Linked DNA regions of Mus musculus: regions 1, 2, 3 and 5 are each linked to region 4. The links are chromatin contacts, called in public Hi-C, Micro-C and promoter capture Hi-C maps. All regions are on one chromosome and are shown on one strand. Each heading gives the region's core, a stretch centred on a gene start, on an enhancer-like site or on the middle of the called end of the contact. The rest is flanking DNA. Distances are from core to core; before and after follow the strand shown.

Region 1 (4,960 bases), core at 634-3,133, 5.4 Mb before region 4:
GTAAATAGGATGTGATCATGACTGGGGGAGCCACAGAGTGAAGACATCCCGGATCAGCTGGTTCATGCAGGCAGTAGACAGAACAGGAATGATTTAAAAAGCAAGGACAGAGAACCAGCCACAGCACATGGATGTGTCAGAGTGGAAGTTGGAGACAGCAAATGGATGGGACAGAATCCAACAGGGCCCTGGATAAAACTACTGGAGCCAGTGTCCTCTACAGCCTTTGACCAACCACACCAACACTTCTTTAGGCACTTTCTTTTCATCTGTCTCATATTCCACAGGCAGCTGCATTGGAAGGATATGAAAGAGGTACCTTCATCCTTAATATAGAGCTCCTGAAAGTCTAAGACATATTAATAACTAAATGATCCCTTACCAGTGAAAGGTCAAGTCACTGAGTTGCTGGTACCATCCTTGTAGCTCCCCTTACAGTTCACTGTAAGTGCAGGAGGGCCATGATAATGCTGGGATGGCTCCGGGAAGCCAGCTTGGATTTTGGAATTGGTCTTGGGGATATTGATAAACCATCAGGAGTTGTTGTTTCTATCAATGATTAATGATATATTGGGAACTATCAAACATATGGACCATGCTAGAAAGAAGTAAGGACCAAAGACAGGAAGGTCCCTGTGCTACTTTAAAGATGAATAGATTATGTGCAAAGGCCTGCACAAGAAACTAGGTTCCATCTCATCTCAAGGACACTACATTCTGTGTTCCAAAAACTATTTCCTTCATTTATGAATGCACACTTAACTTGGACTTTTATGAACTGCAAATATCTATTTCAAGTGGAAAATTTCTTCCTTAAAATATTATTTATGTAAAAATGTCCTTTTTAGTCAAGAAAAAGCATAAAAATAGACCAAAGCAAAAAACTATTCTCACTTTGCTTGCAGAGTTCAATAAAATGTTGGAAGCTTTCTATATTGTCTGTAGATGGTTTAGGACATTCACTGTTTGATATGTAACACTTTGTCTCAATCTGGATAGAATTTTAATCTTTTTTTCCTCATAGGAAATACAAGTATGATAAAGGGGACGGAGGAAGCTGGGATTTAAGAATTGTTTCAGAAGCTTGGCATGACCTGCTTCTTGTTACATCTTCTAAGTCCCAAATCCAAGCAGTTAGCTTTCTTTATACTCCCAGGTCGCTTTCTTCACTTCCTTTTTTTTTTTTTTTTGTCTGCAGCTTCAATGTGACATACCCACTTTTTTCTCACTGGATTTTCATACCTCACATAACCAGGACACACAGGTTTCTCAAAATGTGCGAGCAACACCAAGGTAAGCTTTGACAAGCTGACAGTACAATCTCACGTCTCTTTCATCCTTGCCCAATCCTGTAGGCATCCTACACTGATTAAGTCTCAGCAGCCCAGTCACTTGTTTGCACGCGGGGGCGTTTTATGAGACTTGGCCTTGGCACTTTACCTCTATTTCTGGACGAGAGAGGAGTTGAGAGAAGGAAAAGCTGTAAAGCAAACAAACAAACAAATCTGGCTCTTTCCTGAGGCCACCGCGAAGGGGCGGTTCGGCTCCTAGCCCGTCAGGACGTGCCCCGCCCCAACTCTCGTCCTCACCTCCCGGCAAGACCGCCACCGGAAGAGGGCGTGGCCTCCGTCGTGGGCGTGGCGCACAGCTGCGAGAGGCTGGACTGTGCATTAGCGGGGGCGTGGCTAGAAAGGGGGCAGGGCGGGGTCTTAGAGTAGGCGGGACCGGGCCGGGCGGGCGCTCGGCGCCTACCCGGCTTGCCGGAGCCACTCGCGCTCCTGCGCCCCGCCAGGCCGGGTTCACGTGAAGCGCCGGCCCTCCGCCCCTCCCTCCCTTCCTTCCCTCCCCCCCTCCCTGTCCCCTCCTCCTGCGGCGCCCGCTCTGGCTCCCCCGGGCCCCCTGCCCGGCTGGGCGCTGACAGCAGCGGCGGGGGTCCCCGCAGCCGCCGCTGTGTCCCGCGCAGGCTCGGGCTGGGCCCGCGGAGCCCCCGGCGCGGCCATGAACCGACCCCTGTCGGCGGAGGCGGAGGAGGAACTGGAGTGGCAAGTGGCGAGTCGCAGGAGGAAGGCCTGGGCCAAGTGCCGCAGCTCCTGGCAGGCGTCGGAGACCGAGGATCTGTCCACAGAGACGACGACGCAGGACGAGGACGAGGACGACGAGGAGGACCTCCCAGGCACGAAGCTGCCGGCACCCGCGGGGCGAGGTCGGTGCGCGGGACAGGGACGTGCGATCAGGGAGGTGGCGTGCTCCGTGCCACCGGGCGCGGGGACCGGACGCCCCCGAACTTTAAATGCGCGCGTGACCCGCGCTTCAGCTCCAGCATGTGCACCTGGCTGCCGGCTGGCTCCCCTGGGTCGGGCGCCGGGAAGGCTCTCGGAGGCTACGGGTTGCCAGGGCAGATTCTCCTGCAAGGGAGTGTCAGGATGGCACAGCCTCTGAGTACTTATGTTTGGGGTCTTTAACGAGCTGTCCCTTCGCTCTACTCCCGCAGGAAACGTGCCCAACGAGAAGATCGCGATATGGCTCAAAGACTGCCGGTAAGTAAAGCGGGGGTTGCCTGGGGGAGAAGCGAGGGGGTTCGACTTCGTCTCTGGGTCCCGTGGTCACTGTAAGCTAGGAACCGGAAAGTGAGCCGGCCGATAGCTTCCTTCTAGAAGCGATTAGAACTGGAAGTGCTGTGGCCGCTGATTATTTGGTGACCGAGTTGACGACTTCAGCAGTCCGGGCATGATGTCAGCAGCAGATCAGAAACTAAAACAGGTCACAGTGATGCTACTTTGGCTGGTCGTGCTTTCTCTTGAAATAATTTTGATGTTTCACAGAACCTTTTATTTTTCTTTATTTTGGCATCTGCATATCTGGCATAGAATCATTTTCCTTTCAAACGTGTTATAGACGAGTTTAATTTACTTAGCTACACTAACTGGGGTTTAATTTGTGTTGTGTGCCTTAGGTCTCTCTGGGGACCTATTAAAACTAGCCAACTTGCTCCTTGGAGTTTAAGTCCTGGGACAGGGTTTTGTCAGATGGCATTGGAATTCGCAGAAGGAAATGGAGCTTTGAAGGCATTCATACTTTATGAGTCTGTTTAGTTACATACTTTGGCAACCTGCACAAAAATGTTTGATAAAATACAGAGGAGATGGGTTTTATTACAAGTAAATTTGACTAAAGTAAAATGTGTTTTACTTCTATTTTTTCCCCCAGTTTATTTGCTCTTTGAAAAACCTTGTGTGTGAAGACTATAACTTTTAAACTTTGGTTGGCATTTGCTTCTGGGCATATTATTGTTTTCGCAAATTATGTTTATCCTAGGGATTATTTGGTTGTTGGTTTTTTTTTTTTTTTCTGTTTCTTTTTGAAAGCTACTCACATATGGAATTATTTTTTTTTTTTTTCCCTGTAAAGACCAATAGCTGTCTCTGTCTTAGTTCATAACTGGAGCCATACTGATTGTTAGCTGCAGAATTTTACTTAGGCATCATAGACTCGTCTGAAATATTATGGGATGTATAGGCATTCCTTTTAAAGATGCACAGAGGCAAATACATTGCTTCAAGACATCTTTAGGTTAACCATCAGCCTCTTTTAACCCCTTGATTTTCAGATGACAAGAATATGGCCTTTACAAAGCACAGTACTATACTGTGTGCCAGGGGCTCGCCATCAAACAGTGTTAGATTAGAAGGCTGAGATTTTTAAATGTACATCTTCAGAACTTTCTAGGAGAGAACTTACAAAGCAGCATCTCTGACGTTTCCACATCAAGGAGGGAACGGAGTAGTCTGTCCTTGCGTTTATTCAGGACTTTAAAGTTTACATCTTGGTCTCATTTAAAATCCACTCCTTAATATGTTATTGGCTTACACTGAAAACAGGTCTTAAAATTTCTAGCGTTTTTATCTCAAGGGGATAGTCGAAGGATTTTTCTTTTTCAAATGTAAGAACAAGAGAAAAATCACATTTCAAAAATGATATATAGGAATTGAGATTGTAGAAGAAATCATATCAAGGAGATGGAAAATAAAAACAGTTTTTAGATAAATGAAGTAGTCTAATGCTAACACTGACCAGGACTCAGGACTGGTCCAGAAAATTCCAGAAGTATCATTGCTAAACTTAATGTGCACAGATTATATAATTATCTAAGGAAACCTGTCGTAGATTTCTTTCTTGTTCATGTACTTACCCCTATTCAATGTACAAGTAGTTTTTGTGTGTACCTGAGATGATCATTAACATAATTTGTATATTGTATGCAGATAGATGATCTGAAAGACATTTTCCTTCCTTGGTAAATTCTGCAATACTGTTTCCTCATTGCTATCCATATTCAGGGTAAAGATGTCATGTTTTTTCTTTTCCAGTGGAGTCTTTATTCTGATAACTATATTGATTTATTTACTAACCAAATGACTTGACACAATGTCTAAGAAGCAGTAGAAGATTCTGGTGGGATTTGGAGGGAGGTGTCCAGAAGTAGAGAACTGCTTTTGAAGAAGTCCAGTTACGTTCTGCCTACTTGCCATTTTCTGTCAGTGAAGAATAGCATGGGCAGCTGTGGACACAGGCCACTGTAGTGTTTGGGCCCAACTAAGGAAAGAGCTACCAGGAGGGAAAAAAAGATTTTTAATGATACAAATGTGAAATGTTTGCAAAACCCTAAAATTGAAGTTCTGTCAGGGCCCATATGGTACTTGCTGGTGATTCTTCTTCAACTCCAGTCTCAAAAGCACTGAATTTCACAGGACCACCTTGCTTAGGGATTTGCTTGCGTTTGTAATTGGCATTGAGCAGCGTAGTTGAAGCTGAATGCACCCCACTTCTAATGCAAATCATTAGAACTGTTACTGAGAAACTGAAGCCTGTATCACAGACTAGACCCTTCAGAATACAAGAATATTTCTGTGATGCAAGTCACAAAACTGGGAAAAGTAAAGATATCTTTGTGTTTGAAAAC
Region 2 (4,864 bases), core at 957-3,456, 6.0 Mb after region 4:
AGTGAGGTTAAGTAAATTGCCATGTTCTACATAGTTGGTGGGTGGCAGAGCCATGATTTGAGCCCAGGTAGTATGGCAGCCATATTGCCAGCCATTCTTCATAACGAGTCTGGGGAATGTTTGTTGATTGAAATAATAAACAGATGCATGCATGAGTGAACAAATGAATATGTATACCCTATGCGCACAGGACCAAGGTGACACTGGACTCCATGCTAGGCATACTATGTCTGGTGTACCTGGTACATGAGACCTGGCATTTCCCCAGAGCCGGCAGCAGGTTCCCTCCCCTCTGATCCTCAGCTGCTGAAGGGCCACTCACCTTCTGACTGTAACAGGGTCCCCATCTCCAGGGGAATGACCAGCAAGGGGAAAACCCCACTGAGCCCAACCATGAGAGAGCCCAAGAGGGAGCAGATCCAGGTGTCCAGTCGCTCCCCACTCAGCAAAGCCCCCCAGGACTCGCTTTCTTTATTATCCAGGCGACAGGCAGCTGCAGCCCCCAGGCTCCGGAGGGCTGGCTGGGAACCTCCAGCCCTTTCCAGGAGCTCCAGGGCAAGGACAGTGAGGAAGAGGAGCCTTTGGCCTGCCATACCACAGCCAGGGCAGGGACATCCAGGCATGCCGGGCGCTAGAAAACACAAAGACTGCTCACGTGAGCTGCCTCCCTGGACCACACACCCCACTTAGGAAGCACAGCGTCTCTTCCCACCTCTCAACCGGCCATGGCATCCCCCTCCTGCTCACTCTGCAGCGGAAACAATCCCCAGGGTGGGTGCACGGAGCACCCTCTGCCCATCTACACGTCTCCCAAGAACCACACATATTTTCCTTCTGAGCTGGCTCCAGCCTATGTGTCAATGTGTCCGCCTGAGGCTAAACTTTCCTTAATGACTGGGTGAGGCACTGGCTGGGCTCCTTCAGCCACCGGAGGAGGGACCATCCCTGTTGGGTGCCTCTAGCTGCCAGGAGAGGCTTGGCTGCCAGAATGTGCCGGTAAAGACACCCCAGGGTCTAAAGCCAGCACTGTTTAGCTTGATGGCGTGGTACAAAGAAACACAGGTGGGGAAACTGAGTCATAGTCCAAACCTCTTCCTCCTAAATGATCTTATTCTTGGGCACCAAGAGACAAGAGGTGGGGCTGAAGAGAAGAGATGCCTCACAGTTGCCAGAGCCAGAGGCTGTGGTAACTAACTTATGGCTAATTAATTTGGTGCTCTAGATTGTTAACTGACTGTAGTCCCTTATGAGCCTGAGCCTCAGTGTCCTCATCAGGGAATGGATGAGGTAACAGAGCTCCCTAACAGCGATGAATATGAGGTGAACTTGACAATGCAGGTAGCTGCTGGCATCGAGGAGGGAATGCAAGTCCTCTGAATGCCAGGGGAGGTCTGAAGCACTCGCAGAAGGAATGTGCTCTGCAGACTGATGGCAGCCGGATGGGGATGTGAGTCAACCAAGCCAGAAGTTCAATCTGGAAAGTTTAAATGTGATCTGCCCCGTCTTCTACTGGCTGTGACCTTGAAACTGCCTCAGTTTCCTCATCTGCCAATGGATGTTAAGAGAGAAATCATCGGTCTCTGATTGGTGGGCTACAAGCCTATGTCTGGAATCTTCAGGCCATAATTAGTGACCCCTGCCCCAGCCCTCCCCGACCCCTCGCGGCCGCCACTGCCAACACCAGCACAAACAAACGAGCAAAGCTTCACTGGGACCAAGGCAGGCCCTCGCCAGGCCAAGACCTTAGCGGGTCATGCAGAGGCAAGGGGGGACCACAGGTTCAGCAGAGAAGTATGGGGTATGGAGAGAAAGGAGAAAGCAAGAGAAAGGAAAGTCAATAAAATGAGCTAGAATGTCTGGTGGAAGGAGAAGACAAGAAGCGGGGCAGCAGGGAGGGCTGAGGGGCAGAGCGTGGGACGTCAGAGGTAAAGAGCCAAAGAGCAGGCAAGTTCAACTCCTAAACTGAGGACGAGTCGCGACAGGTTTGGGAACTGACACGGTCCATCCCGCCCCGGACGCCGGCCTGAGGGTCCAGCGATCACTCACCGCGCAGTGGCAGAGGTGGCAGCGGCAGCAGATGCAGCGCTCCGGGCGGGCCCGGCCATCCAGCTGCAGTGTCGCGCCCCGCCCCGCTCTGCCTCGCCCGGCCCCACCACTAGGCCCCCAGCCCGGAGCCACCCCCGGCGTGCAGCCACGTCACACGGGACAGTCCGGAACCCGACGCGCGCGGCTCCGGGGGGCTAGACGGAGCGACGGCGGGGGAGGCGCTTCCGCCTCATACCATGGGGGACCCGCGCGGTCAGCGCACTTCCGCTCGGGGCGGATTCTGGGGCTGCGGGGAGAGTAGGACGGAAGTGGGTACCCTCGTGGGCATCGCGTTTAGCCAAGTTAAGCTAGGGTGAGGGCGGCACCCACGCGGGAACCGGGATCAACAGGGCGGCGGGGCTTCAGTGTGGCGTCCTTCTGAGGATGCAGTTCCAGCAGTGGCCACACGGGGGCGCGCACGGCTGCCAAACCGCTCCGTCCCGGGACGAGAGCAGGGCTATGGCTCTCTGAGTCAGCAGGCCTGGCTCCTCCATGAGCTAGGGAAAGGGGAAGTGCCTGCCGCAAGGAGGGGCCTGGCTCTGGGTACCTCAGAAGAGGGAATTTTATTCTTACTCATCGAATTATTTTTATGCTTTGGTTTTTCACTTGGAACCTCAGGCCACCGTCTCCAGGACTGTAACCCTTTGAAGTCCAGTACACGTTTCTAGAGCCTGTGCCCTGGAATTTCAAGCCAGGATACAACAAAGGACTTGGTGTTCTCTTACCCTGACAAAGCTGTACCTGAACTCTTAGACCGAAGGAGCAGTTAGTGGCAATAACAATGGCTACAGTTCTCTGATCTAGGGTAGCCCTTTACTGACCATTTACTCAGTAATCAGTGTTAACTTTACCAAATCGTTTTTATCTTTCAGGTGGGTACTGACTGTTGACCTAGGGTCAGACATATGTCACACATATGGCAGAGGCGGAATTCAACTTGGATGTACCTCTCCCTAGGGCGTGCGATGGCCACCTCATGTCTAAGCTGGAGCTAAGGTGTGGATGTGGCCTAACACCCCCCACTCCTTTGCGATCCGATACATGTTTGCATCCTTCTCTGGGAATCAGCCAGTAACTGACATGGAAGACATTCAGCAGAGGCCGAATGAGTGCTCCCCTGGGCTGGCTGTGACAGAGTGAGGGGCTCATTAGTCCTCACCTACCATTGCGGCTCTCTATGGTCCCTTGTTCCTTCTGGGCGCTCCGAGAGCAGACCGAACTCACACATCACAGTTGATGCCCTACCTCACAGTGTGTGTTTGTGTGTGTGGTTGTTGTTGTTGTTGTCGTTTTACTTTGAGATTGGTTCTATGTAGCCCTAACCCCCTGCCTGTTCTGGAACTTTCTATGTAGATGTGGCTGACTTTGAACCTACAGAGATCTGCCTACTTCTACCTCCTCAGTGCTAGAATTAAATACGTGTGCCACCACTCTTGGTTTATTTATTTATATATTTTTGACATAAGGTCTCATGTAGACTACCCCTAAACTTATTATATAGCAGAGAATGACCTGGAACCTGTGGACTGCCTGGATAGATGTGCCCTCCTACATCCAGTTTATGCAGTGCTGACAGCCTGGGCATTGTGTGTGCCAGGCAAGTACTCTATCAACTACAACCCCAGCCTTTTATACCCCTCCCTCCACCCTCCAACCCTGAGTCAAAGTTTCTCTGTATAGCCCTGGCTGTCCTGCAACTCCATTTAGAGACCAGACTGGCTTTGAACTCACAGAGATCTGCCTGCTTCTGCTTCCCGAGTGCTGGGATTAAAGGCCTGTACCATCACACCTGCCTAATATAACACGCATGCTTCCTAGACTTCCAGCGCCTTCCAAATACTCCTGTCTGGCTCGCCTCGCCAACCCTGTAAGTCTCCCAGGATGGGCTTCTAAGCCCTTCTGCAAGCTCTGAGACAGAATGCCTAGTCAGATTCTTTGCCACAGGGAGAAGATGTTTAGGGCTGCCACACTAGAACTTTAAAGATATCTTCCTCCCTGTATGCAAACCATGCCATCTTATGCAAAGTACCTCACAATATGCAAATGATTTCACAATAACACTGTCAGCATTCCTGCCATTCTAGAGGTCAAAGGGCTCCTGGCCAGCACGGACACTAGCAAGACCCAGCTACAAATCCTTCTTAGTATAAACCTTCTTCTCACCTGGCCTGGAAGTGACACCAACAAAATCTAAGGAATTAAAGGAGCAAGGGGGAGGGGTTGGGGACAGAGACTGGAGCAGAGATAGGAGGGTGAAAAGATCCATTGTTTGAAACAAACTTTAGAAAAGGTGATCTTGTGGGGAAGGACAGATGGATGGTTCAGCAGCTAAGAGCACTGGCTGCTTTTCCAGAGGACGTGAGTTTAGTTTTCTGTACTCAAATGATGGCTCACAGCCACCTGTATATGGTTCCAGGAAATCTGATGCCCTCTTTTGATCTCCATGGGCTTCTCATGTGTGTGCTGCACAAACATATACTTGGGTGCTCTCTCCTCTCTCCTCTCCTCTCCTCTCCTCTCCTCTCCTCTCCCTTCTCCCTCTCCCTCTCCCTCTCCCTCTCCCTCTCTCTCCCTCTGTGTGTGTGTGTGTGTGTGTGCGTGTGTTTGCAAGTATGCACACACAAATAAATGAATAAGATTAGGCATGGTAGGTCCACATGCCTTTAATTCCAGCACTCAAGAGGCAGACACGTGTAGGTCTCTGTGTTTGAGGTCAGCCTGGTCTACATACTGGGTTCCTCTCTCTGGCAGTAGTGTTCATGTATATGCAGTTAGAGTG
Region 3 (4,955 bases), core at 2,322-4,821, 9.1 Mb after region 4:
GTCCTTGGCTGCTGAAATCATATAAACTGTACATTCTGAAATTCCAGGAAGGGCAAGGAATAAACCTTCCAGCCCAGGTGTTGGCCACTGTTCACAAGGGCAGAGAACATCCTGGAACAGACATTTCTGATCAGTGTGTCACTGATCAGCCTGTAGCAACCAAAATGGTCCCTTCAGAGAATCACAACTAGGACAGGATGACAGAGAGGAACTTCTCATGCCAGCTCAAAGGAACAAAGGTGAGACAAGGAAGAGTCAGTAGGGGTCAAGACCACACCCTGACCACAGCTGCTTAATTATGCACACCACTTGCCCAATTTCTCCCTGATTTAATCTAAAGTTTTGGCTGAACACACACTTGGGATCACGGGACTCTTTCTCTGTTCCTCTCCCAACGTGGCCAACTGCAGTAACCTTTCCTCCATTTTCACCATTACTTGGAAACAGGTAGCTGAGCCCAGCCTGAAGAAGCTGCCAGCAGGTTTTTTGTTGTTGTTGTTTGTTGCTTGTTTTTTGTTTTTCGAGACAGGGTTTCTCTGTTTAGCCCTGGCTGTCCTGGAACTCACTTTGTAGACCAGGCTGGCCTCGAACTCAGGGATCTGCCTGCCTCTGCCTCCCAAGTGCTGGGATTAAAGGCGTGTGCCACCACCACTCGGCTTAGAGCAGGGGTTTTTTTGCCCTAAAAAAAATCACACTAGATTACTAGCATAAGATCCATGGCCCCACCCAATAGTGTTATACCAAACTAAGAACAAGAAAAAAGAAGCAAAATAAAATAGTAACTTTCCAAATGTATCCTTATCTACAAATAGCATTTAGTGGCATTGGAACCGATCTACACTAATTTATTTGCTTATACAATCTAAACTTAATAATTTTATTATCCTATTAATTCAACAATTATGTCCTAGTTTGCTTTCAACTACTATGATAAAGACCATGACCAAAAACAACTTAGAGAAAGATCACAGACCATGGAAGAAAGTCAGAGTAGGATGCAAAGCAGGAACCTGGAGGCAGAAACTGAAGCAGAGGCCATGCAGGAATGCTCACTTGCTCTTCTTGACTAAGTGTTTTATACAGTCCAGGGTCCAGGGATGGTCCAGCCTACATCAATCCCTAATAGGCAGAATGCCCTCACAGACCTGCCTACAGGCCAATCTGATGAGTGCATTTTCTCAACTTAAATGTCCTCCTCCCAGATGACCCAGGCTTATGCCAAGTTGACAAAAACTGAACCACTACTAATTTCTACAGAATAAACTATTTAACTGTCTATAGAGAAGAAGATAAATTAACATCACGGACTGAAATTAGAGCACCCTAAGAATGCTTCCCACTAGCATGTATTTACAGATCACCCAGGAATGAGCACTCAAGATTGAGACAGCAATCCTGTAAGGGAGAAAACAATGCTGCCTACATATTAGCATTAACCCTACTATCCCAACTCTCCCCAGCTCAATGCCTAACCACAGCTTACCGGGACCCCAGGTGCTGCCTCTGCTAGTCTGTCTTCTACATAGTATGCTACTCCCACCCAACCGCTGCCAAGGAAGAACTCATCTGAATCCTAGTTCTGAAATATCTGAATTTGAAGAGTAAGAAAGTGTTTAAAGATGTAGGTTACATACATATGTTTATGAGTTACAAGTGAGGACTTAGTTTACATTTCCTCGGGGGAGGGGTGCTGTTTTATCTGGGGAGGTGCTATCTGTACCAAAGCATTCATGTGGAGAGAAGTCAGTCTCTCCTCTGTGGATAATCCTGAGCATGGAAATCAGGCTGTCAAGTGTAGGCCAGGTGCCGTTACCTGCTAAGCCATCTTGCTTATCATTTCTTTTGCTTAAGCATTAAAAAAAAAAAAAAAAAAAAAAAAAAAAAAACCAAAACCCCAAACAATTGACCCCAACTATACTTCACTTCCATATGACACCACAGTTCTCTTTCATATCCCAATGTTCTAGGTCAAATTTCTTTTCTAAATCTGCCAGAAATGCTTTCCTAATTTTTACCAGTTTCCCTTTGTCTGGATGGAGCCAAACCTACCTTGAACGTGGCAAACCCTTGACTTTCACTCTGCGTTTTAGACTGTGCAAACAATTTACAATAATAAAGCTAAAGCAACACTGGGCTTTCTTTGCAAGTTTCATTTTATTGGATAACTGATTTCCTATGGGATTACTGTTGCATTGACTTAAAAAAAAATAAAAATAAGCCAACAAACAACTTTTTCCAAGCTGACAACAAAGAAACTGACCAAGTCAATTGTGAAATTATATCATCTGAATCTTAATCACAGCGAGCACTTTTTCCCCCAGGGACTATGAAAAGTGATTTTGGAAAGTTGTATAAAATCACTGTTTGCCCCACATCAAGGAAAGGGGCTCACAAACTCATTTCTACTTGAAATATTTTCTCCTATTATTAGGGTGTTGTCCCAAAAGATTAACTGTCATGTCTTTTCTAAGTCGTTTAAATGTTCTTTAATGAACAGAACAAACCTGAAAAGTAACATGATTTCTGTCCTGTGTTTAGTCCGTAGGCAACCGCACCCCAATATTCTATAAAATGTTTGAGTCGTGAACAGTGAGTTACAAAACACCAGAGAGCCACACATACATCATGATTACATGGGTGTTTGTTTTAAAGCCCTTCTCTCAAAAAATAGAAACAAAGGTGAGAGGGCTGAACTAGGATTTTCTCAACTTCTCTGATACGACCTTCGTTCTCATTTTTAAAATCTGTCAACTGAAAAGAAGAAGGTTCGCGTGTTTTGGTCACTTTTTGTAAAGACATTTTCCGCAAACTCTTGCAAAAAGTACTGAATACGATAGGAAGACTTTGTTTTCCCAGAACAGCGCTTCTTAGTCATTGAAACTCCAGAATAATTTACCAAGATTTCCTCCGACACCGCCTCCACCTCCCCCCTCCCCAAAAGGACTTGTTAAATTACATGAAACAAACCCAATTCAAGTAACTGGAGAATCAAGTTTCCCAAGATCCTAACTTCTGAAATCGTTGTCCCTGCAACCCTTCTTCCTATCTTCACCTATGCTCTCATCCATAGCACAGGGCCAGTTTTCAAGCCAAGTGAAAAACTTTATTTTAAAAAATAAATAAACACTGCAAGGGACACAGCGGACAATGCGCCTGACTCCGGCCGCCTGCCCAGGAGGGCTCCAACAGGACAAGTCCGGGGAGTTAAGAAAGGTCTCCTCCGTGCCCACCAGGCAGCAGCAGGTCAGATCACCCACCCCGCCAGTGCGCTCAGGGTCTGGAGAAGTTTCCGCGCTCCAGAGCGGGCTCGCTGAGCGCGAGCGACAGGGGAACAAGGGCCACAGCGTGGTCGCGGCTTGTGGTTCCACTCACCTGCCCATTCTCCGAGTCGCGGACCGACCAAGGCCTCGTTGCCCACGCACCACACCTGGAAGGCCCTGAAGAGCGAGTACGAGGCTCGCAGGGCCAGGTAGGCAATGGTGCTCGCGCCCACCCAGTACAGGAAGCCGGCCGCCGGGGGAGCGCACTCCATGGCTCGTGACTAGGCCTCACTACTACGGTGAATGGGGAAGGAAAAAAAAAAAAAGAATGAATGGGACGAGGAGGCGGTGCCGCCGTGACGGCGAAGACGCAGCGAATAGACGTGATTTTTTGAACGCTTTAGGTCTAAGACCCGCCTACATAGTCATATCCATGTGTCTATTGGTGACTTCTCTTTCCTGTAAGCGTACTATGTCTCCTATTGGTTAGCCTTCGTTTCGTAGCCCCGCCCACAATCCCCTTCGGCGCGCTCAGAGCCGCATTTCCGTATTAAGACAGTGGCTCGCTCACAAGCCGCTCAACGTTTGGCTCCGCCCACAAGCTTTACCTCGCACCACCGAAGCGCAGGGATCTCTCATTGGCAGAGGCGGCCCTTACGACTGCGGAAGGCTGCGCGCTGATTGGCCAGTGATACCTAACTGGGTTTAGCTCACATTTCAGGAAGGAATGGAACCGGAAAGGGAAGAATATAGTAGAAGTCCGGGAGGAGCTGGAGTAGTGCTTGTGATTACGTCTTAGTAATAACCGCTTTCGGATTGTTAATTCCTCAGACTTTTCAGATGAAGGTTTACGGTTCCCCTTTGTCTGCAGAGCACGCTTTCGCTCCATTTTTTTGAATGACTGCCTTAGCTCCCACAATGAACTTTATACTTGTTCCCAATAATTCGGAATTCCAGAAAACTCTACTGTGTAGTAGCGTTAACAGTTGTAAGATGAATGAAAAGTATCCTACAAGAACAGAGCTTATGGAGCAATTCTGGGAAACTCAAATTTTTTTATTGGACCTGGTCCAGTAAAAACCAAAATCATTTTATTTTTGTTTTGTGGGAGGATATTAAAGAGATATTTGTGTCCTATACTTTTTACTGTAAGACAATCAAAACAATAAAATCAAAACAGGAACCGATTCACCCCCATCAAGGGACTTCATGCTGGGATAAAAGAAAACCTAAAACGTGGGCAAACACTTCCAGAACACCTTACAGGGGAGGCAATGAGGGGCCAGTGGTGAGCTGGCTGGACCACACTTTGACTTGCTTAGATTTATGTTACTCTGGCCCATTCTTAAACCATAACTGCACATCAGAACCTAAAACATGGCTTTGGTGGAAGGTACTGGGTCTCTTTATAACTTTTCCCAAATCTTTTTTTATTCTTTTCTTTTCCTGCTGTTCTGCACTATTAATTTGACTGTTTTAGCTGACTTAGGAAGGACAGGTGACCGAAACTCACTTGTTGATGCACAAGCTGTGGCCCTGACTCTGAAAACAGGCCTTATGCTTGAGCAGCAAATACTTTACCCACCAAGCAATCTCCCCTGCCCTGAAGGGAAGCTTTAAGGGGACACAAAAATCTGATCTCTGGAAGAGCATGGAAGTACTTCAGCGGACAGGGAGACAGACATAAAGTAAACA
Region 4 (5,233 bases), core at 1,291-3,790:
GAGATGGGCTTGGGCCAGGGGGCTGGGCTGTTGAGTGTGCTGATGAAACTGTGAGGCACTGTTGCACAGGGAGCTGTCAGGATAGGAGATGGATGGGGTTGTATATCAAGATGCCAAAGAGCCTCTCTCATGCTCCCTTGAGCAGACTGGACTCAAAACCCCAGCATTGGAGGATTCAATCTGATTCTGATGAGAGGGCAGCCAAGAGCAGTGCAGAGCTAAGGGGGCTTAGCCATCTAGGAGATGGCTGTCTCTGTCTTCCATCAACGTCCTGCCTGGAGCCAGGAGAGCCAGGCCAGGTTAGGAATGTGCTGAAAAGCTTTTTCTTTCATTTGGACCAATATACCATCCTGTGGCTATCAACAATCAAGGCACTGAATATATATGTGCACACAGAAGGCTTAAGAACCAGCTGAGGATGTAGCTCAGTTGACAGAGTGCTGACCTAATATGCACAAAGTCCTGGGTTCAGCCAGCCATAAAAATGGATGTGGTGGCCCACACCTGCAATTCAGCACTAGGAGGATTAAGAATTCAAGGTCACCTTCACCTGTGTAGTAAGTCCATAACCTTGGATAGATGAGACTTTGTCTCCAAAACAAAAGCTAACCAACTAGCCAACCAAAAAAAAAAAAAAACAAAAAACCAGTTTTGAGCCAAATTTGGAGAAAGGGACATGGAACATCTAAACATTTCTCACAAAACTTCAACATAGGAAAGTAGCTTCAAGGCCATTTAATCCGACTCCATAGCTTGAATTCCTTCTGATGTCCCCACAATGCTATACTAAAGCCTACAGACTCTCATCAAACCCAAGGAACAGAACTATGAAAAACCACATCTGCCCATCTATCTATCTACTCCCACCTTTCAGCTCCAGCTGCAAGCACACAGGACATACTCTTTGATTTGCCTGAATTAACTCATGATCTAGTCAGTGGCTGTCTTTCACAAACAGACTCATCGTTTCAAGGAACGGCAAGCGACCACAGACCCACAAGCCAGGAAAGAAAACCCTTGAGGTTTCTGCCTGCATTTCCTGGTGCCAACCAGTGTGTAGAAATGACCGCAAGAAGGACAGACCCGTGCTTTCCTCCCAGCCATTGTTTGCCAAAGTCCCTTTGTATGTGTGCAGGAGGGCGGTGTTGGGATCTGGCTGGTCCTTGAGCAACCCCTAGCATGTGTCTTATGACACAGAGTGAGGCGAGAATTTATGCTGTTTAACAATAGGTATCATTTCTGCATTCCTGGGGAAAAGCCCCACACTAAGTCAGAAAAGGTACCTTTCTCTTGGGCAGGTCTTCCCTTGAGTGTGTCTGTGCCTCTGTCTAGCTTGGGGGGCAGTTCTCCTGCTCTCCAAGAACAGATGTCTCTTGCTTTTTAACCTCTCACCATCTAGCCCTATGACAAGAAGAAATTCCTAAGTCTACATTAAAGCCAGCTCTCCCCTTTCCTCTCTAGCTGGTTCTTCTTCCACACATCAGCCCATCTCCCTGGTTTTCATTCCTCCTTCCTGCGTTCCTTTATCTTTCTGGGACTCTAAAGACTCAATGGAGGGGAATGGGGAAATGTGGGGAGGGGTCTGACTTGGTTTTTGTTTTTGTTTTGGTCTGGGAAGATGGACCATATGGGTCCTTTCTTAACCAGGGAATGGACTCATATTCTTGGCGTATGTGTCTAGAATCCTGGAAGAGATTCTGGGTAAAATAATGCACCTGAGACGGGTCTAGATGGGAGTGGCAGAGGCCAATCCTGAGGACATGGCTCCCACAAATCAAAGTGTTTCCCAGAGAAGAGGGTCTAGGAGCTGCAGAGCAGCCTTGGGAGAGGGAGGGAAGGACATCAGGTAGCCCTTCTGTCCCACCATCCGAAGGACCATGGACTCACCCCACAAAGTAGGAGATAATCAGCAGCTGAACGGCTCGGTTGATGATCCCAATGGTCCAGCTTTTCACAACCACCGACTTGGTAGTCTCGTAGGTGAAGAAGTCTGATATACAGTTCATACTGAGAAAGTGCTCACAGCCACCCAGAAAGGCTGTGGATGCAGCCCAAGGAGAGAAAAGACCTCAGGACTGGGAGACAGAGATCAAGAACTGGAGTGGGCTGCTTAATGGGGCTTGAGGAAAAGAGCCAGTTCCTATAAGCCAGGCAACTGTAGTCCAGTGCCTCGTCTCTCCTCTTGACACTCTAGAAGCCAACAGTCCAGGGCCAGGGCGGTGGACCACCTTTTTATTCATCTTCACTCCACTCCCCTGTGATGTCACAGCAGGGGTGGGGTCTCCAATCCCGGGCTCCAGATTGCCTGAGATGCAGCTGGCTAGGGCCCTCTGGGACTTATGTTTCATCTGCACTCTGTCTACTGTTTCTATTCTGTTCTCTTACGCGGCATCTCTATCCCAGCTCACCAGCTGCTTTGTATTCTCCAAAGCCCCTTGTAACTGCCCACTCTTGAGTTAGCTCATCTGCCTGAGCCAAGAACTCCACTCTTGAGTGTCTGTCGATTTCTATCTAATAGCACAAATAGGGAGAAAGGGTTCTTGACAGTTCTGTGTCTCCTGGGAGGAAGACACGCATTTCTTACCATCTCCTCCTCTCTGCCCTCCAGCATCTCATTATGTTGTCTAACTTGTTATGTTGCCATGTTTCAAATTCACAATCCTCCTGCCCCAGTCTTTGAGTGTTGTGATTACAGATTTGTAATACTACAAAGCGGAAAGTCGCTTATTTCTAACTCTAGTTGGTTGCAACTCTTCAAGTTGCACAGAAATTACTGAACTCCCTCTCTTTTTAAACCCCGAAGTTATTAAAATCTTTTGTTAGGGTATGTGCTCCTAAGAGGCTGGGCTATTTTAACGATCTTCAACAGTTTTGTCAGATCCTAGAAACGTGCTGCATTAATAGGTTTTCATTATGTCTTAAGCCCAGTTTGACTTAGCTAAATAGTGCTAGCAATGATAGTGGTTAAAGCCACAAGCACCGAATGACAAAACACATTTTTATCTATATCATATCCCAGGACTGAGTTAGCAAGTCAGTGCAGTGATATTTCAGGGAAACTGTGGGCTTATCCTGTCTTTGTGTAGGACATATGCTAGCAATCACTCTAAACCCTGAACCCTCATGATTATAAAAGGCTGATGTTAAAGAGTCTGTGTTCTAGGTTCCAGTTTTGATGGTAATGGACTGACACCCAGTCGCAAATCTTTTGTGGTCTCATTTTTCTCATCTGTAAAATGAGATAAACTCAAGCATCTCTGTCAGACCTGGCTTCAGATTTTGCAAGATGCACTCCGGTGCTATGTGAGGCCATCCGGGCTTCTGCCAACGTAGGCTGATGTGATTTCAAGTAAGTTCTAGCTCAAAGGTAAATCCGACACCACCACTTGAATTTAATGCAGCCATCTGCTAGGCTCTTCCTGAGAACCCACAAATTAGGGATATGGACAGGATAGTGTTGGGGGTAGGTGAACTCACTGCAGAAAGGATCTGATCTACTTGCCAGGGTACAGCTGGAAAGCAAGCACAATCGCCGACACCCGCATCTCCTTTGCAGCTAGTGGGGCTACACCTCTGTATTTTTCTTGTTCAACAGACTCCTTCCCAGATTATTTCACAGGAGGGAGGGGCGTGCATGATTCCAACAAACATACAAACCTGAACACCTAATAAAACCGCATAATTTCCCTTCGGAATCTAGTCTTTGAAGAGCAGCTTGTAACTTTCTAAAGAGTGTTCCCGTTTTCTAGTCAAGAATTCAGCCGCGTGGGATTCCATAGCAAGCCTCTCGCTTTAGCCGACCAGGGGGAGTGCCGACGCTCTAGGCGAATGTACCCGTTGGTCGGCCCGGATGATGCCGTTCTAGCCAAGTCTTCCTCTCTATGGTCCGTGCGCGACTTCCGGTGGCGGGACGCGGGGCTGCGCACGCGGGAAAAGCTTCCCCGGCATCCCTTCCCCCGCATCCCTACCCCCTCCCCTGCGTCCCCCTGCGCCCACCGCCCTCACTGTGCCGTCGCGAGGCTGCAGCTCTTAGAGGTGGGTGGTCGCGATCCCTGGGCCCCTGGTGTGCATGGGCCCCGCTCCCCCGCGGGACGATCGGAATGGATCGATCCGCGTTCAAATTCGCGGGCAATGGGCGAATCCATTTTAAAAGAAGGGGGAGAAACGTAGATTCACGCGGGGCCCCGGGGTGGTGGGGTCTCTGCGATCAGGACACTACCCTCTGAGCGGAGTTGAGGTGCGCTCTCTGAGCGGGTCTCAGGTTCCGCCGATTGTTGCCGTGCCTGTCCGTGGAACGTACCGAGAGGGTGTCGGGTTGGGGTGTAAGCGCCACTATAGGCCTGGTTCTGCACCTAGGGTCCTGGGCCTTGGCCTCAGGAGCCCTGCAGAACGGGTCAGTAAGATCCCCAGGCAGCAAAGAACTTGAGACATACCAGGTACATGGCTGAGCGGAGTAAGGTGGCGTTGTTTCTTGCTTATCAGTCTCCTTCCCGAATTCAGATTCCCACCCTGCTGGACATCTACACAACTAACCAGGAATTGGGGCACAGCATCCAGAGAAGGGTTCGTTTTCTCTGGTGCAGCCTAGGGCTGTGTGCTCAGGCCACCACGGGCAGGTGAACATGGCAGAGACATTGGAGTTCAACGACATCTTCCAGGAGGTGAAAGGGTCCATGGTGAGAATGGCTTGGGCAAAAGAAAGGCAGAGAGGGGGAAAGAGTTCGAATCTATGAACGAAAAGCTTAACTCTGACTACTTTTTTGGAAACAGTGTATCAGTGTGTCCCCCAAGCGAAAACGTGAGCAAAGTCTCAAAGAGTTGCAAGATGTTGAGTTTGTTGAGTTGTATTAGAAAACCAGGAAACTGGGGCCCTTACAGGGTTTCTGATGCCAGAGCCAAGCTTGCAGTCTAGACTTAATGTCTGTTGTGTCTTTTAACTTGATTTCACCACGACCGCTTTTCAATTGATACTCTGGCCATCCTGCATCCCATGGGTAAGGGGTAGAAAGGATCCACTACACACTACCCTGTTCTGATTTTGGGTCTGTATTTTGGGCAGAATGATGGGAGGCTTCGATTGAGCCGTCAGGGTATCATCTTTAAGAACAGCAAGACGGGCAAAGTGGACAACATCCAGGCTGGGGAGTTGACAGAAGGCATCTGGCGTCGGGTAGCATTAGGCCATGGGCTTAAACTGCTCACAAAGAATGGGCATGTCTACAAGTACGATGGC
Region 5 (4,815 bases), core at 2,085-4,584, 8.7 Mb before region 4:
ACCATAACAGGAGAAAGAAAAAAAAAAACTCCACTTATTCCCAGAAAAGACATGGCTATTTCTCCATTTATACTCTCATCCCTCAGCCAGGCCTGGTGGTTGAAGACCTGTTTATCATAATCACTCATGCCACTCAAACTTCAAAATGAGCGTAAGGCCAGCCTGGGATGTCTAGTTGAGACTGCATCTCAAAACAAATTGTATAAAGCGGAGCTTTATCCAGTAAAGCCTAGAACAAGCAGGGTCCTACGTTCCATCGCCAGTACTGAAAAGCAAAAGCCTCTCCCTTCCCCATGGCTTTTCCTCTATAGCTGCAACTCCCTGATCCCCATAGGTGAAAGGTTGAAATGCGAGTCTGTGTGCTCAGTCTTGCTATTGGTTCCATGATTCAGAGAAGGAAAACAATCCTGTTTAGGGCAAAACCAGGGGAAATGTGATGAATATACTAAATATACCCAACAGAACCATTCAGATGAGTGAATTTAGGATCGCAAGCTTATATTTTAGTAGTGTAAATAAACGCTTCTTGCCTCTCTCGAGTATACGATGTTTCATGTTTGGGTGATACAGATATAAATGCCTTTCCTATAGTTTCCCAGTGCTTCTCTTGAAGGAAATACTATAAGCTCTAAACGTGCAGGATGAGAATCAATATTCTTATTTTACAGGCACTGCAGTTTAAGAAAACGGTTTCCCACTAGATGGCGCTGGTGCGCAAGTTGTCTTACTCGTGATCTTTGCACTTCCTCACGTCAATAAAATGATGACATTGTTTTCACCTGACTGGTCTTCCTTCTAAGACAAGGAAAAGTGGAACCTTAGTGCAAGTTACTCCCTGTACTTTCTAAGCTGAAGGTAAACAGAACATTCCTTCCACAGAGTGTGATGCCAGGAAAAAACGATTGTAACCCCTGTGTCAAAATCATTGTAACATCTGTAATTCCTGACGCTTAGAGACTACTAGTTAGACAATACAGAAGTTGGCTTTGGGCACTATAGTCAAAGGAAATTGGAAAACTAATGTCTCCTGTGTCCTTGTACACATGCATTTCATAGCCCTAAACTATGAGCTCTATATAATCATTAACTACATGAGGCTAAACTGTTAACTTCATGATAGAGGAAAGAGTGGCCATTTGTTTGATACTTTATCTCTTGTGTGGAACACAGTATTCAACACATAATTAAAAGTCAAAATATTTAGTTTCCAAGTGTGGTGGTATACATCTGGAATCCCAGCATTTGGGAAGCCAAGACAAAGAAGATTTAGTTAAAAGCCCACCTGTGCTGGGTAGTGAGACCCTGTGTTGCTGAGTGCTGGAGAGATGGCTCAGTGGTTAAGAGCACTGATTGCTCTTCCAGAGGACCCAGGTTCAACTCCCAGTACACACGTGGCAGCTCACAACCATCTGTAACTTCAGTTCCTGGGAATCCAATGCCTTCCTCTGACCTGCACGGATACTGCAGACACATGGGACACAGATGGTACATTTAGGCAAAACACTCATATCTATAAAATAGAGTTAAATAAAAATCTTTGGAAAAAAAATAAGGTCAATTGAATGAATGGATGACTTCACTAATTATGCCTGACACCTGCTCTATTTAGTATGTAACATTATTTCTACTCCGCAGTAGAGAATCTCACAAGAGTCAGTGATGGTTCTTTCTCCAGCCCTGAGTCTCTAGCTCCTGGCATGCATGACTGATGCACAATAAACATGGATGTGTTTGACTTCATAGATGGCCCGATCTTAGCAGCCTCGGTATGGGCATTTTAGGAGGTGCGTCCCTAGCCCAGCTCTGCGATTCCTGTGCTACTAAAGGCTAACCCAGTCCTTTGTCCTAAATGCCTGTTCACCTCATCACCAAGGTTCACTAATATGCCGTGGAAGCCAGTGGGCATTTCGCACTTTGCTTGGGCCCTCTAATTTCTCGTAGTTCTCAGATGTGCATCCATCACTCTCCCTGCTCGTGCATCTTGGATGGGCTGCGGTAGCTGCGTAGATCACACACACAGCTGCCTCTGGGCCTGGTTCTGTTACCTGTGCATCTTAACTTTGAGCCTCAGATTTCCTCATCTCTAAAAATAGGGATAAGGATTCCATGGTTGTAAAAGGCTCCTTTCAGCCATCAGACTCTATGGTTTTAACTCTTAGTATTCTATTGCTGCGAAGAGACACCATGACCACGGTAACTCTTATAAAGGAAAGCATTTCACTGGGGCTGGCTTACACTTTCAGAGGTTGAGTCCACCGTCATCATGGCGGGAAGGATAGCAGCAGGCAGAGATAATAGTGCTGGAGAAGCCGCTGGAAGTTCTACCTCCAGGTCCAAAGACAAGAGGGAAAGAAGGCACTGCTACTGAAACTCCCAAAGCTCAACCTCACACTTCCTACAAGGCCACACCCACTCTAACTAGGCCACACCCATCCTAACAAGGCCACGCCAAAACGGTGATGAAGACTGTGTTTTCACCAAAATTTCAGACAAACTCCCCCCAGGTCTTCTGCTTGACTAGATCCAACTTCCAGCTTTCTGTTCTAGGGGAATCTAATTGGAGGACAAATCCTGATAAGTCAGTTTCGCCATAATTCTTATCCTTGATGTCTGACTGCTGTTAATGTCTTTTTTTTTTTTTTTTTTTTTTTTTTTGGTTTTTCGAAACAGGGGTTCTCTGTATAGCCCTGGCTGTCCTGGAACTCACTTTGTAGACCAGGCTGGCCTCAAACTCAGAAATCCACCTGCTGCTGCATCCCAAGTGCTGGGATTAAAGGCGTGCGCCACCACTGCCCGGCTGTTAATGTTTTATTACTTATCAACTTATCACTTATCTACAGCCTAAGTTCTGGGAAGCAGATCTACTGAGAGTCTCTCTTACCCCGCGATCTTCAGTAATTGTCCTTATACTAACTCATATTGTACTGTCCTCCATTTATCTTACTGGAACCAAGTCCAGTCTCTCCCCCTTACTGCAAGACCCCAACGCAATGGTCCTTTGTACCTGTCTCTATGGACCATTTTGAGTGAAGCCTGCCTGCTTTTTGTATATTTTTGGTGTGGTGCTTTTGCTGACCTCAAATTTACTATGTAGCCCAGGAGGCCTCAAATGTAGCAATCTGATTACAGGCTTAGTAGAAGCCAGCTTTGGGAAGGCTTAAGAATCAGGCAGGTGGATCTTTTTAGCCACAGGGCAAAGTGGTTTGCATAAACCCATTCTTGGTTTTCCCTGGGACTGAAGATTTGAGATTGCTGAGTCCACCGTGGCACCAGGGGGCGCTGCAGAATGTTCCCGGAAGCCCGCAGACCTCACTGCGGGACGCACCTGCTTTCCGGCTCTCGGCTCTTCCGGAAGCGGAGCTGCTTACCGGCGTGGGGCGAGACGGGGAGCTGCCGGGAAGCGGCCGGGAAGCGGCCGAGAACCTGCCGGGTGAACAGGGCCTGCAGGGGGGCTGCGCCTGGGTCCCGCGTGGGGCGCCATGGACGACGCCGGCGGCTTGGGAGGCAGCGGAGGATTCCGCCCGGGCGTAGACAGCCTGGATGAGCCGCCCAACAGCCGCATTTTTCTAGTGATCAGCAAGCACACATCCGAATTGGTGCTGAGGGAGCGCTTCTCGCCCTTCGGAGACATCCAGGACATCTGGGTGGTGCGCGACAAGCACACTAAGGAGTCCAAGGGCGTGGCCTTCGTCAAGTTCGCGCGCAGCTCACAGGCCTGCCGGGCAATGGAGGAGATGCACGGACAGTGCCTGGGTCCCAGCGACACCAAGCCCATCAAGGTGCGGGGCTGAGGTGCCTGGTTTAGGGTGTGTGAGGTAGAGATGCCCAGGTTGGGGTGTTTGGGATATGGGTGCCCGGGGTTGAGGGTGCTCGCGAGGGTGACGGCGGTATGGGTTGGGGTCTCTCCCGCCCCTTTGCTGCGCCGGGGATGCTGTGCATCTGGTAGGAGAGGGGTTGGATTCTGCACGCACCGTGAGTGTGCCGAGGATGGCTTGGAGGAGCGGATCCCCGGCCTCTGGCCAAAGGAGCCTCTTACCCTGGGAACAGATTGGGTAGCCACATCCAAGGATAGCACAACTGTGGCTGACCTCGTAAGTCAGTCAACCTCCTGTCCCCGTCTTCCTGTCTATTGTGAAAACTTTTCTGAGCTTCCTCTCTCGAACACTGTAATTACCTTCGCGACTAGAAAATTTAGTTTTAGGGTTTTTTTTCCTCGTGTATTTTACTTTTACAAAGCTTGAAGGATCTCTTAAGTAAAAAAAAAATTACAGCACCATGCCTATAAACAGAAAATTATCAAAGTAAAAGTATTTTGTGACAAGCTATGCTATACTGGAAAGGGGCAAACCTAGAAAACGGTGCAAGGTGTGGGGGAATTCTGGTTTGGGTTTTGTAAGAATACCATTTACGAGTGTTCATGGACTGTGGGCTAGAGTGTCTCCAGCCCCTCTTCTATGCTGCACCTGGGCATGGGGAGGGGAGTTAGAGGGTAGTAGGGGCAGAGAAAGGCAGAGGGAGAGGAGGAGGGGGAGGGAAAGAAGAAGGAGCAGGAGGAAGAAGAAGAAGAGAGAAAGAAAAGGAAGAAGAAAGAAGAGGCCAGCCATGAGCACGTAGAGAAGGGGAAATAAATGGGGGCGGGGGGAGAGCAAGGGAGGAACGGGGTTAAAATTTTTGAGAACAAGGTGTGTGCTAGGTCATTCATGTGCGCTATATAGATACAGTCATTAATCAGGGGACTTTATAAGCTCTTTAGGCTCGAAAATTTAGAAATTTGTGATCTGATGGTATCCCCGCTCTTATTTATCCAAGGTTCCC

Evidence for each region. Promoter capture Hi-C pulls out the DNA fragments that hold promoters and counts their contacts. A called contact is a pair of places that touch in the nucleus more often than the background predicts.
Region 1: a contact with region 4 is called in a promoter capture Hi-C map of pre-B cells. The contact joins the promoter of Itprid2 here to the promoter of P2rx3 in region 4. A contact is called at or near these places in 2 of 39 promoter capture datasets (cranial neural crest and pre-B cells) and 1 of 484 Hi-C or Micro-C datasets (CD4 T cells).
Region 2: a Micro-C map of embryonic stem cells shows a contact between it and region 4, with 7 times the contacts expected there. The contact joins the promoter of Slc39a13 here to the promoter of P2rx3 in region 4. A contact is called at or near these places in 1 of 39 promoter capture datasets (cranial neural crest) and 1 of 484 Hi-C or Micro-C datasets (embryonic stem cells).
Region 3: a Hi-C map of CD8 T cells shows a contact between it and region 4, with 5 times the contacts expected there. The contact joins the promoter of Hsd17b12 here to the promoter of P2rx3 in region 4. A contact is called at or near these places in 1 of 39 promoter capture datasets (pre-B cells) and 2 of 484 Hi-C or Micro-C datasets (CD4 T cells and CD8 T cells).
Region 5: a contact with region 4 is called in a Hi-C map of double positive thymocytes, with 9 times the contacts expected there. The contact joins the promoter of Rbm45 here to the promoter of P2rx3 in region 4. A contact is called at or near these places in 2 of 39 promoter capture datasets (liver and pre-B cells) and 4 of 484 Hi-C or Micro-C datasets (CD4 T cells and double positive thymocytes).

Annotation. Positions count from the first base shown.
Region 1 is chr2:79,633,542-79,638,501 of GRCm38.p6, forward strand. It overlaps Itprid2 (ITPR interacting domain containing 2), which reads left to right and starts at 1,884. Exons shown (of 18, transcript NM_080558.4): 1 at 1,884-2,203; 2 at 2,492-2,537. The coding sequence starts at 1,999. Gm46751 (a long non-coding RNA gene) reads right to left here and starts at 1,521. Exons shown (of 2, transcript XR_001783386.2): 1 at 1,441-1,521.
Region 2 is chr2:91,068,109-91,072,972 of GRCm38.p6, forward strand. It overlaps Slc39a13 (solute carrier family 39 (metal ion transporter), member 13), which reads right to left and starts at 2,207. Exons shown (of 10, transcript NM_026721.3): 1 at 2,047-2,207; 2 at 323-631. The coding sequence starts at 623. It overlaps Gm39874 (predicted gene, 39874), which reads left to right and starts at 2,243. Exons shown (of 2, transcript NR_166131.1): 1 at 2,243-2,398; 2 at 2,958-3,515.
Region 3 is chr2:94,154,338-94,159,292 of GRCm38.p6, forward strand. Hsd17b12 (hydroxysteroid (17-beta) dehydrogenase 12) reads right to left here and starts at 3,572. Exons shown (of 11, transcript NM_019657.4): 1 at 3,373-3,572. The coding sequence starts at 3,532. Gm39885 (a long non-coding RNA gene) reads left to right here and starts at 3,827. Exons shown (of 3, transcript XR_866573.3): 1 at 3,827-4,955.
Region 4 is chr2:85,033,294-85,038,526 of GRCm38.p6, forward strand. P2rx3 (purinergic receptor P2X, ligand-gated ion channel, 3) reads right to left here and starts at 2,541. Exons shown (of 12, transcript NM_145526.2): 1 at 1,888-2,541. The coding sequence starts at 2,006. It overlaps Ssrp1 (structure specific recognition protein 1), which reads left to right and starts at 3,827. Exons shown (of 17, transcript NM_182990.4): 1 at 3,827-4,035; 2 at 4,501-4,676; 3 at 5,060-5,233. The coding sequence starts at 4,623.
Region 5 is chr2:76,366,650-76,371,464 of GRCm38.p6, forward strand. It overlaps Rbm45 (RNA binding motif protein 45), which reads left to right and starts at 3,335. Exons shown (of 10, transcript NM_153405.2): 1 at 3,335-3,779. The coding sequence starts at 3,480.